2 separate regions of the Callithrix jacchus genome follow, and region 2 is linked to region 1. Evidence: chromatin contacts called from public Hi-C data. All regions are on one chromosome and are shown on one strand. The core of a region is the stretch at or near the end of the contact, and the rest is flanking DNA. Distances in the headings are between cores, read along the strand shown. Region 1 has its middle 34 kb from the start of CFL2. Region 2 holds the start of SRP54 (signal recognition particle 54).

Region 1 (4,616 bases), core at 962-3,461:
ATCAACCCTAACTTTAGATCCTTGAGGTACCCAGAACAACTTTCACTCCCATGAAATCCATATGCTTACAAGAAGCTATTGGTCTTACTGGAATTTTTATGAATTCCAAATCTGCCAATCATAATTTTCAGGCATCAGACCTTTAGCGGCCACTTCTTATCCAGAGATAGTTCTGTAACAGAGGTTTTCTTCCCATTGCAGAGATAAATCTCGCAAGATTATGACTACTTTTCGTCTTGCAAACACCCAGTTCTACTGCCTGAGTCCTACTAGAGCTAGACCAGAGATTCTGAGCCTTGGCTGTGCATCAGAGAGAGACCATTATTACTTCCAGCAAAATTAACTATTTTTTAATATAATCTAATACTTAATCTATATTCAAATTTTCCCAGTTGTCTCCATAGTGTCATTTTACAGTTTGTATGTTCAAACCAGGGTCTAACAAAGTCCACACACTGTTTTTTGTGCTTACGTCTCTTATAATCTAGAACAATCTTAAATACCCCCAGCCTCCCACTTTTTCTTTTTCTTTTTTTTTTTTTTGAGACGGAGTTTCGCTCTTGTTACCCAGGTTGGAGTGCAATGGCGCAATCTCGGCTCACCGCAACCTCCGCCCCCTGGGTTCAGGCAATTCTCCTGCCTCAGCCTCCTGAGTAGCTGGGATTACAGGCACGCGCCACCGTGCCCAGCTAATTTTTTGTAATTTTTAGTAGAGACGGGGTTTCACCATGTTGACCAGGATGGTCTCAATCTGTTGACCTCGTGATCCACCCGCCTCGGCCTCCCAAAGTGCTGGGATTACAGGCTTGAGCCACCGCGCCTCATCCCACTTTTTCTTAATGCCATTGACTTGATGAAGAAACTAAGTCAGTTTGTCTGTAGAATGTCCTACCTTCTGGATTTGTCTAATGGTTTCTTTCTGATGGCCTGCCCCTGTTCATCTATTTCTTGTATTTCCTGTAAGCTGGTAGTTTGATCTAAATAACCGCTTAGCTTCGGGTTACACATTTTTGGTAAGAAATTTGCTGGGCATGGTGGCTCACGCCTGTGATCCCAGCACACTGGGAGACCAAGGTGGGCAGATCACCAGATCAGGAGTTTGAGACCAGCCTGACCAACATGGAGAAACTTCATCTCTACTAAAAATACGAAAATTAGCTGGTTGTGGTGGCACGTGCCTGTAATCCCAGCTACCCAGGAGGCTGATGCAGGAGAATCGCTTGAACCCAGAAGGCAGAGGTTGCAGTGAGCTGAGATTGCCCCCCTGCATTCCAGCCTGGGCCACAGAGCAAGACTCCATCTCAAATAAGTAACTAAACAAACAAACAAACAAACAAATAAATGTATTACCTTAAATTTTTAAAACAGCCTTTCCTTGGAAAAGGAAAAAAATGAAAATAAAGTTCATATCCAATTTCAGTATTTTCAAAAAGGAAAAATACCCAGAATGTTGAAACTACTGGACCTGGAGGACAAACTGTAGGAAGCAAGGCAATTGACATTCAGGAAATTAATTCCTGAGTGGCTTTCTAAAAATAAACCCAAACAACAACAACAAAAACCTGGTGTTGCCAGCCTAAAGAGAGGTGAGGAAGCAGACACTGAATGGATTCATACACTGAAGTGCAGCTCATCTGCAATAGCCTTGACCCTCACAAATCTTTAATAAGGTGACAAAGAGCAGGAAACAATGTAGCCAAACTGATTTAACTTGTGTCAAAATCACAGTGGGCGGCAGTGGGATCTGGACAACCCTCTAGTTGATGAACAAGGACTTAGAGGACCTCAGCTTCTCCATAGCAAATTGGCAAATGTGTTCTGAAACCCGGCTGATAACTTTGTAAACTATCTGGAATTGACAGGTCGTGTTCCCGTCAGGGTCATATGGAGTGAGACAGACCAGCTTTATAACTGTATTTGTTAGGTTTTCTCTGGTGGAAAGATTCCACTGGAATCCCTGCTCCACCACTTACCAGCTGTGTGACTGGCTGAAAACCACTCCTGGGCTTCGTTTTCTCATTTGTAGATGGGGATGATCATTCCTCCCTCACCAGGAGGCTGTGCAGATGGAATGTGAGAACATATGTGAAAGTCTAGACCAGAGCCTGACAAGTGGCAGGACCCACATGTTACTACTCCCCACCTCCTTTGATGACCCAACCCAAGAGATAGAAGCAAGCCAACTGTGCCTATATCTGAACAGTTACAGCAGTCAGAGACACAGCCAACTTATTCTGTGGGGCCTGTACCCTGCAAGCAGGGTCCTTTGCAAGTGGTGGAGGCTTCAGAGAGGGCATAGAGGCAGGCCCTGCCTTCAGGAAGCAGTGTCACTCACCAGCCCTTTCACCCATTAGACTGTTAATGGAGGTTTTAAATAGAAAATGATGTGATCTTCTTTCTTGAATGATAATACCGCTAAAGTTTCTAAATATAAACTTAAACTGTGAAACCCCCTACATGCACACACAGACACACAGTCCTCAAGTCAGAGTAGTGACTGTCCACCTGTCACAGCTTTTTCACAATTTTTTTATTTTGAAAAATTTCAAAGCTAGAAAAGTTGCTAGTACGATGAACACCATATGTCACCAGATGTTCATGTAGACTTATCAATTAAATTTTACTGCATTTACCTTTTTTTTGAAGATTTAGAATTGAACATTCTATTTTTAAAAAATCATTTGCTGAACCATTTAAGAGTTAATTATAGACACTGTGACACTTCATCCAAAAATACTTTGGCGTGTATCTCCTAAGAATAAAAATATTCATCCTATGTAATATTCCTCGTATCTCACTCAGGAAATTTTATTGTATTGAAAATACAGTTCATATTCAGAATTTCCCAGTTATTCCTATAATATCCTTTGTAGATTTCTAAAACCCAAGATCCAGAAGAAAAAAGAAAAACAAAATCACATATTTCATTTAATTGTCATGTCTGACCTAGTCAATTTCTGAAATTTAGCCCTTTTCTTTTCGGAGCTAGAGCTGTTGTTTTCCCATTACTTGTGTTCACTTCAGTGGGTCTCATAGCTACAAGCCCCAGTAATTTTATATCTTCACTTTTGATTCATGTACTTAAAAAAGAAGTGACTTGTATTGAATATAATCCCACCATTTCTCAGTTCTTAGCTTTAAACAATATTTGAATAGAATTGTAATGTTCATAGCATACACACAGTGACAGATCTAGGCAGGGAAGGCAGGGGGCATTCAGCTAAGGGCACATTCAGCTCACAGTAATGACTGAATATTCAGGTGACAAGCTGTGGATGGAGATGAGACCTGAATCTCTCCCTAGGTAAGGTAAAGAAGGAGCTACAAAGAGCAAGAGGGGAAGCCACAAATGGGTACTTCTCCCAGAGGTGAGAATATTTTGTGAGAAGGACCCATCTGAATGTTGGGAGACTTCCAGGCCAGAAGAGAAGCGGCAGAGTATGCTGGAGACCCAGAAAATCCAGGGGAGTGGGGTGTCCTAGGGGGCAAGGAAGGAATGGGTGCACAGATAATGAGGAAAAGACAATGAATTTTATCCCTGAGCTGCTTATGGTTTTTAATTCAAGATGTGAATTAGGTCAAGTGCCGTGGTGCATGCCTATAATCTCAACACTTTGGGAGGCTGAGGCAGGTGGATCACGAGAGGTCAAGGGTTTAAGACCAGCTTGGTCAACATGATGAAACCCAGTCTCTACTAAAAATAAAAAATTAGCCGGGTGTGGTGGCATATGCCTGTAATCTCAGCTACTTGGGAGGCTCATGTTGGAGAACTGTTTGAACCCAGGAGGTGGAGGTTGCAGTGAGTCAAGTTTGTGCCATTGCATTCCAGCCTGGGCAACAAGGGTGAAACTCTGTTTCAAAAAAAAAGAAGATGTGAATTAATTCTCAAGACCAGGCCAGGAGAGGGGCCTTGGGGCCCAGAGCTATGCCAGCTGGAGTCAGATCAGACAACCCTCCGGAGAAGCAGGGTGGAGGCCAGGCCAGAAGCTCAAAGACCCAGACCTCAGATCTGAGGCAAGACTCCTCCTTTTGGTAAGCAAACAGGGGTAGGCACTGGGAACTATGGAGACGGAAAAACCTAAGAATAATCATCAGGAAGAGAAGTTGCTGAGGAGAACATGAAGGGACAAACTGGAGGACAAAAGCCAATTCGGTTGGGACGACCAGGGAACAAATGGAAAGAATCTGTGTCCTTGACATCACTGAACCACTGAGTTAGCCAACTGCAAAACTGCCCCACTGCTGTACTACTTCTTGTGATGTTCTGTATTGATTAAAAAAAAAAAAAAAGAGGCAACTAAATCAATAAATAAGGAAACTCCCAAAAAAGCACAGGTAAAAAGAAAAGTCTTAAGAGCCAATAAAATGAAGTAAAATTATCCAATAGGTGAACTTAATGTAGTTACAATAAATGTAGCAAATCCACTCAAAATTATTAAGTAGATCTTAAGCATAAAATTAGATTTAAATGTTTATATAGAACAAGGCTGTTAATGAATAACTCGATTTTTAAAAGATCACAGAAAAAAACAGAAAGGCAGGCAAAAGGAAAATCTGACCACTTTAGGAGGCCAAGGTAGTCAGATTACCTGAGGTCAAAAGTTTGAGACCACCCT
Region 2 (4,616 bases), core at 854-3,353, 34 kb before region 1:
GGATTACAGGCAACTGCCACAATGCCCAGCTAATTTTTTTGTATTTTTAGTAGAGATGGGGTTTCTCCATGTTGGCCAGGCTGGTGTCAAAACCTCCTGAACTCAGGTGATCCACCCGGCTTGGCTTCCCAAAGAGCTGGAATTACAGGTGTGAGCCATCATGCCCAGCAAATTTGTGTTGTTTTAAGCAAGTAATTTTGTGGTAATTTGTTATAGCAATAATCGAACACTAATACATATGGTGTCTGGCACTCAGATCCCTCCATTACACAGGGACCAAAATTCACGCAGCAATGATTGGCAATGCTGCACCTTTACCAAGTGGTGGTAAGTTCTGGTTATTACTCACAGGGGTGAAGACAGAAAGCTGCTACTGGCCCTGAGGTTCTTAGCACCATCCTCACAAGGGCATGTAGAAAGGCCTCGAAATCTTCAGAAGCTTCCTTTTTTTTCTCTTTATACCACTAAGGCATCTTAAATTTATTATTTCAGCATCTGTTAAGCACCACTGTTGTTTAATATGTACAGGTTCCAGAAATTCAAAGATAACTAGGACTCAGATCCTTAAGGAGCTTACAGCTCAGCAGGGTGGCAGAAGACATAAATTATTACAATGTAACAAAATATGTGCAAGACAAAAATATCTTCAGGAAAAGAATCCTAGAGCATGAGAATTACAATCTCTGTCTGGGGAAGGTATGAGGGAATGGGAGGCTTGGAAAGGGGTTGATGTCCGAGCTAGGGGCTAACATGTTTGGAATCCCCAGCTTTGGTGGGAGAGGGTCTGACAACCACTCTAGGTCCCAGTGTCATCAGACCTGGTTTCTGCTGGGGCTGGTGCAAAACTTTGAGGTCGGGAAGGGAAGGAGACCCCAAGATGAAGTGGACAGTGATTTGCTAATAATACCTACACATAGCAGATAATCAGAACTCTGGAGATCCATTCTCCATAACTTCTTGGAAGTTCAACAGATAAAGAAAGTGAAAGGTTTCATGAATTATAATGTGCCAGCTAGACATGAAGTTTTATTCACTTGCTTGGGATTCATGCTTAGACAATGGGAAATTCCTTTTCAATTTTTGTCTCTAAGTGAAGTCTATCTTCCAATTAAGAAAACAAACCCAAGATATAAGATAGAAAAGTAGGTCTATGTTTCAATGCCTAACATGTTCCATTTAAAATACAGTAAATTTTGGCTGAAAGAAGTTATCACACAATCTAGGGCAAACACCATCTCATGATTCTCCATGCCTAACCTTAATCCTGAGACCACCACAAACACACCATTTCCTACTGAACACTGATATACTCAGAAACTGAAATCTAAAGCTGAAAAGGGCCTTAACGATAATTTAATAACAGTTTCTTTTACAGACGAACCCTGAAGCATGGAGGAGTTAAGATTTAAAAAAAAGTTAGAGAAGCTGCCTTGGCGCAGTTTAATGGGCTTTACTAGAAGAGGCTGTGTCGACTTACTTGTCTGTCATAGCTGGAGCTTCATGAAATGACTAAGAGAGTACAATCTATTTCCTATGAAGTCTAAAATGTAAAAGAGTATTACTAAGGAATGCTACCACCTAATTTTTTTTAATCATCATTATTATTTCAACTAGAGTTTCAAAAAGTGATTTTCCAACACTGCGTATCATTTTGTTTTTGCTAGGTAAGTACTATCAACTGGGGCAATCCTTGTAGTGTTTATTCTCATTTAACTCTGAACAACTGGGGATTTTCCAAAAAGGCTCAAAATGTCGAAATCCAGCCTCTTTCGGGGAAACCACAGGTAAATAAGGAAAGACACCTTCGCAGGAGTTCCCCTCACACGCACTCACCCTGGCGCAGGGCCCCACGGAGGCGGTGGAAACGCCCCTCTGGGAGTCCAGCATGTTCTCCCGCCGGCTGACGGGTGGTGCCTGGGGGCTAAAGGCGGCTCTGCCAGACCCCCGGACTCCGCTACCGCCGCGTCGCTCCCCGGGCCTGCAGGACTCGCGCTCTGGGGTCACGTCGAGGACGCGGGCAGCTGGGGGGCCGGGACCGCAAGGCAGAAGGGCCTGCCTGGGAGCTGGCGGCGCCGGCGGGGTACCGGGCGTGCCCACGTGACTGCCCCGCCCGCCGCCTGCGGCCCGCCGAACCCTGCCGCCTCCCTCGGGCTGCAGCTCCCGGCGTGCCCCGCACTCGCCGCTGCCCACCAGCCTGCCCCTCCTTCTCTTCCCAGTGCTACAGAGCCGGAGCCCGAGCTGCCGCCGCAGCCACAGCCGAGGGCACTATGGTAAGAGGGGCGCGCCGGCCGAGAGGCTGCGGCGTGGCGAAAAAAGCCCCCCGCACGGCCCGGGGAGTGAGGCCGCCATTTTAACCTGATTTTGGCCTCCAAGGTGGGCGCATCTGCGCTGCGGCCCCGCTGCTCTCCAGCCTATCGGCCTGCCCTCCCGCCGTGAGGCCGGGCCCCGCTGCTCTTTGGATTTTGCCGGGCGGGAGGGCTCGGGCGCCGGCGCGGGTTGAGGGTAAAGACAGAGCTGCCGGAGGCGCGAGAGGGTCTTCAGACTGCAGCCGCTCGCGCCGCCTTTGGCTTTCGCTTCCTAATTTTATTTAACACGCGGGGCTTTAAAATTGGTATGTGCTGCGAAGGTTGTGTGGGTCGGGGTCTGGACGGCCTGTAATGAAACCCTTACGGGGAGATTAAGGAAGAGGGAAAACACTTTTCTTAAAATGCTTTCTCGCGGTAAAAGCTTTTACACTCGACCCGTTAGTTTTGGAGTGTCTGCATGTGAGCTGTGGGGCCGTGGGCGGTTTGGAGTTTATACTTGATTCTCTTTCCTTATGAGGAAACGTTAGTGGCTAGGATGACTTTAAAGAAAAAAATAGTAGAAGCATTAACTGAAATCCAAAAGTGTTTTTTTAAGGCCAGCCGAGTTGACACAATACAGAAGGTATTTTTGCTGCGGCTCCTGAAGCTCTGACATCACCCAGTGAAATAGGAAACATTTCAGGGATGGGACAACTTGTATTTGTCCCTTTCGCTTCCGCGTCCAAACCCCTTTAAGAAGGATGAATGGGCAGGATGAGTTAGATTCCTTCGCTGTATCGTCTACTGATTCTTAAAATGTGACAAAAAATCTGATTGGACGACTTACATGGTACGGTGCAATTTTTGATGTCCAGACTAAAGTGAGTCTTCTCTAGGAAAACAGTAATTTTGGTTAAAACCAAAATACATGTTCTGAATTAGTGTTCTGTGTTTATTTTCAGGCTTCTGGAGTTACAGTGAATGATGAAGTCATCAAAGTTTTTAATGATATGAAAGTAAGGAAATCTTCTACGCAAGAGGAGATCAAAAAGAGAAAGAAAGCAGTTCTCTTCTGTTTAAGCGATGACAAAAGACAAATAATTGTAGAGGAAGCAAAGCAGATCTTGGTGGGTGACATTGGTGATACTGTAGAGGACCCCTACACATCTTTTGTGAAGTTGCTACCTCTGAATGATTGCCGATATGCTTTGTACGATGCCACATACGAAACAAAAGAGTCTAAGAAAGAAGACCTAGTATTTATATTCTGGTGTGTAAAAACAAAAGAAAAAAGTACTTTTAAAATGCAAGGATTGTTGTTATCATAGTCGGTTATACCTTTGTTTTTCTTATAAGTGGGATTAAACAATTTTTTTTTTCTGTAGGGCTCCTGAAAGTGCACCTTTAAAAAGCAAGATGATTTACGCTAGCTCTAAAGATGCCATTAAAAAGAAATTTACAGGTACAAACTTGAATATTTTGTGCAGAGAAATTACTCTTTATTAATTATAATAAAGTAATAGGATAATGTTTTTTCTTTTAGGTATTAAACATGAGTGGCAAGTAAATGGCTTGGACGATATTAAGGACCGTTCGACACTTGGAGAGAAATTGGGAGGCAATGTAGTAGTTTCACTTGAAGGAAAACCATTGTAAAATGACAGTCAAGTGCCATCTGGATCTTAAGGAGCTTCCATTTCTCTAGCTCAGACCATTGGAATAGTATTAGGTTTCGGTTTTTTTTTTTTTTTCCCTTTTTCCACTGGGCCCTTCCAACATAATGAAGGAAGTATCATTTATTTAAGCAGCCTATCAGTGATTGCCATTAGACTGTTTAATACTGTTACTTTTACGTAGAACCCAAGGAATGCCTTCCTGTCATATTTTAGCCAAAACAACTGGTTATATGCCTCCCTTGCAGCAGACACTACAATGAATGTGATCATCAATGTGAATAGCTTAGAATACTACAAAGGATAAGCTAACTGAATGCCTTGAAAGTGTTATCCACTGGTCAGATGGTCAACTTTTTTCAGTATTATTTGTAGTTGCACTTGTTTGCAGTTCTGTGAGGCTTGTGCATTCATACACCTCACCTGCCTTGGCAAGCCTATTTTTGTGACATGGCAGCACGGATATAACACTATGCATTAAAAGCACTTTTTGTAACAAGTTTAATACCCTAAAAGGAATGCCAATTAAGTTTTGTTGACTGTGTCATCAACTTATCCTAGTACCTCAGTGTTCATTCCTGTTATCTGCATATCTTCTTAAATAGCTGTTATTAATGCCTATTTGTTTTCCATTGAGTGTACACTACTGAATAAGTGT

The links. A called contact is a pair of places that touch in the nucleus more often than the background predicts.
Region 2: a Hi-C map of skeletal muscle shows a contact between it and region 1, with 3 times the contacts expected there. The contact joins the promoter of SRP54 here to the enhancer-like site in region 1. A contact is called at or near these places in 3 of 3 Hi-C or Micro-C datasets (induced pluripotent stem cells and skeletal muscle).

The regions. Positions count from the first base shown.
Region 1 is chr8:69,179,681-69,184,296 of calJac240_pri, reverse strand. No RefSeq gene overlaps it. Among named protein-coding and RNA genes, the nearest start is that of CFL2, 34 kb to the left of the region's middle. Within about 2 kb of position 2,211, at least 2 of the 16 cell types and tissues checked have an H3K27ac peak or open chromatin away from gene starts, as enhancers often do. A contact at or near this core is called in skeletal muscle, where this site is marked.
Region 2 is chr8:69,213,798-69,218,413 of calJac240_pri, reverse strand. SRP54 (signal recognition particle 54) reads right to left here and starts at 2,103. Exons shown (of 18, transcript XM_078334776.1): 1 at 1,834-2,103. It overlaps CFL2 (cofilin 2), which reads left to right and starts at 2,215. Exons shown (of 4, transcript XM_002753811.6): 1 at 2,215-2,270; 2 at 3,248-3,555; 3 at 3,671-3,747; 4 at 3,829-4,616. The coding sequence starts at 2,268. The coding sequence ends at 3,941.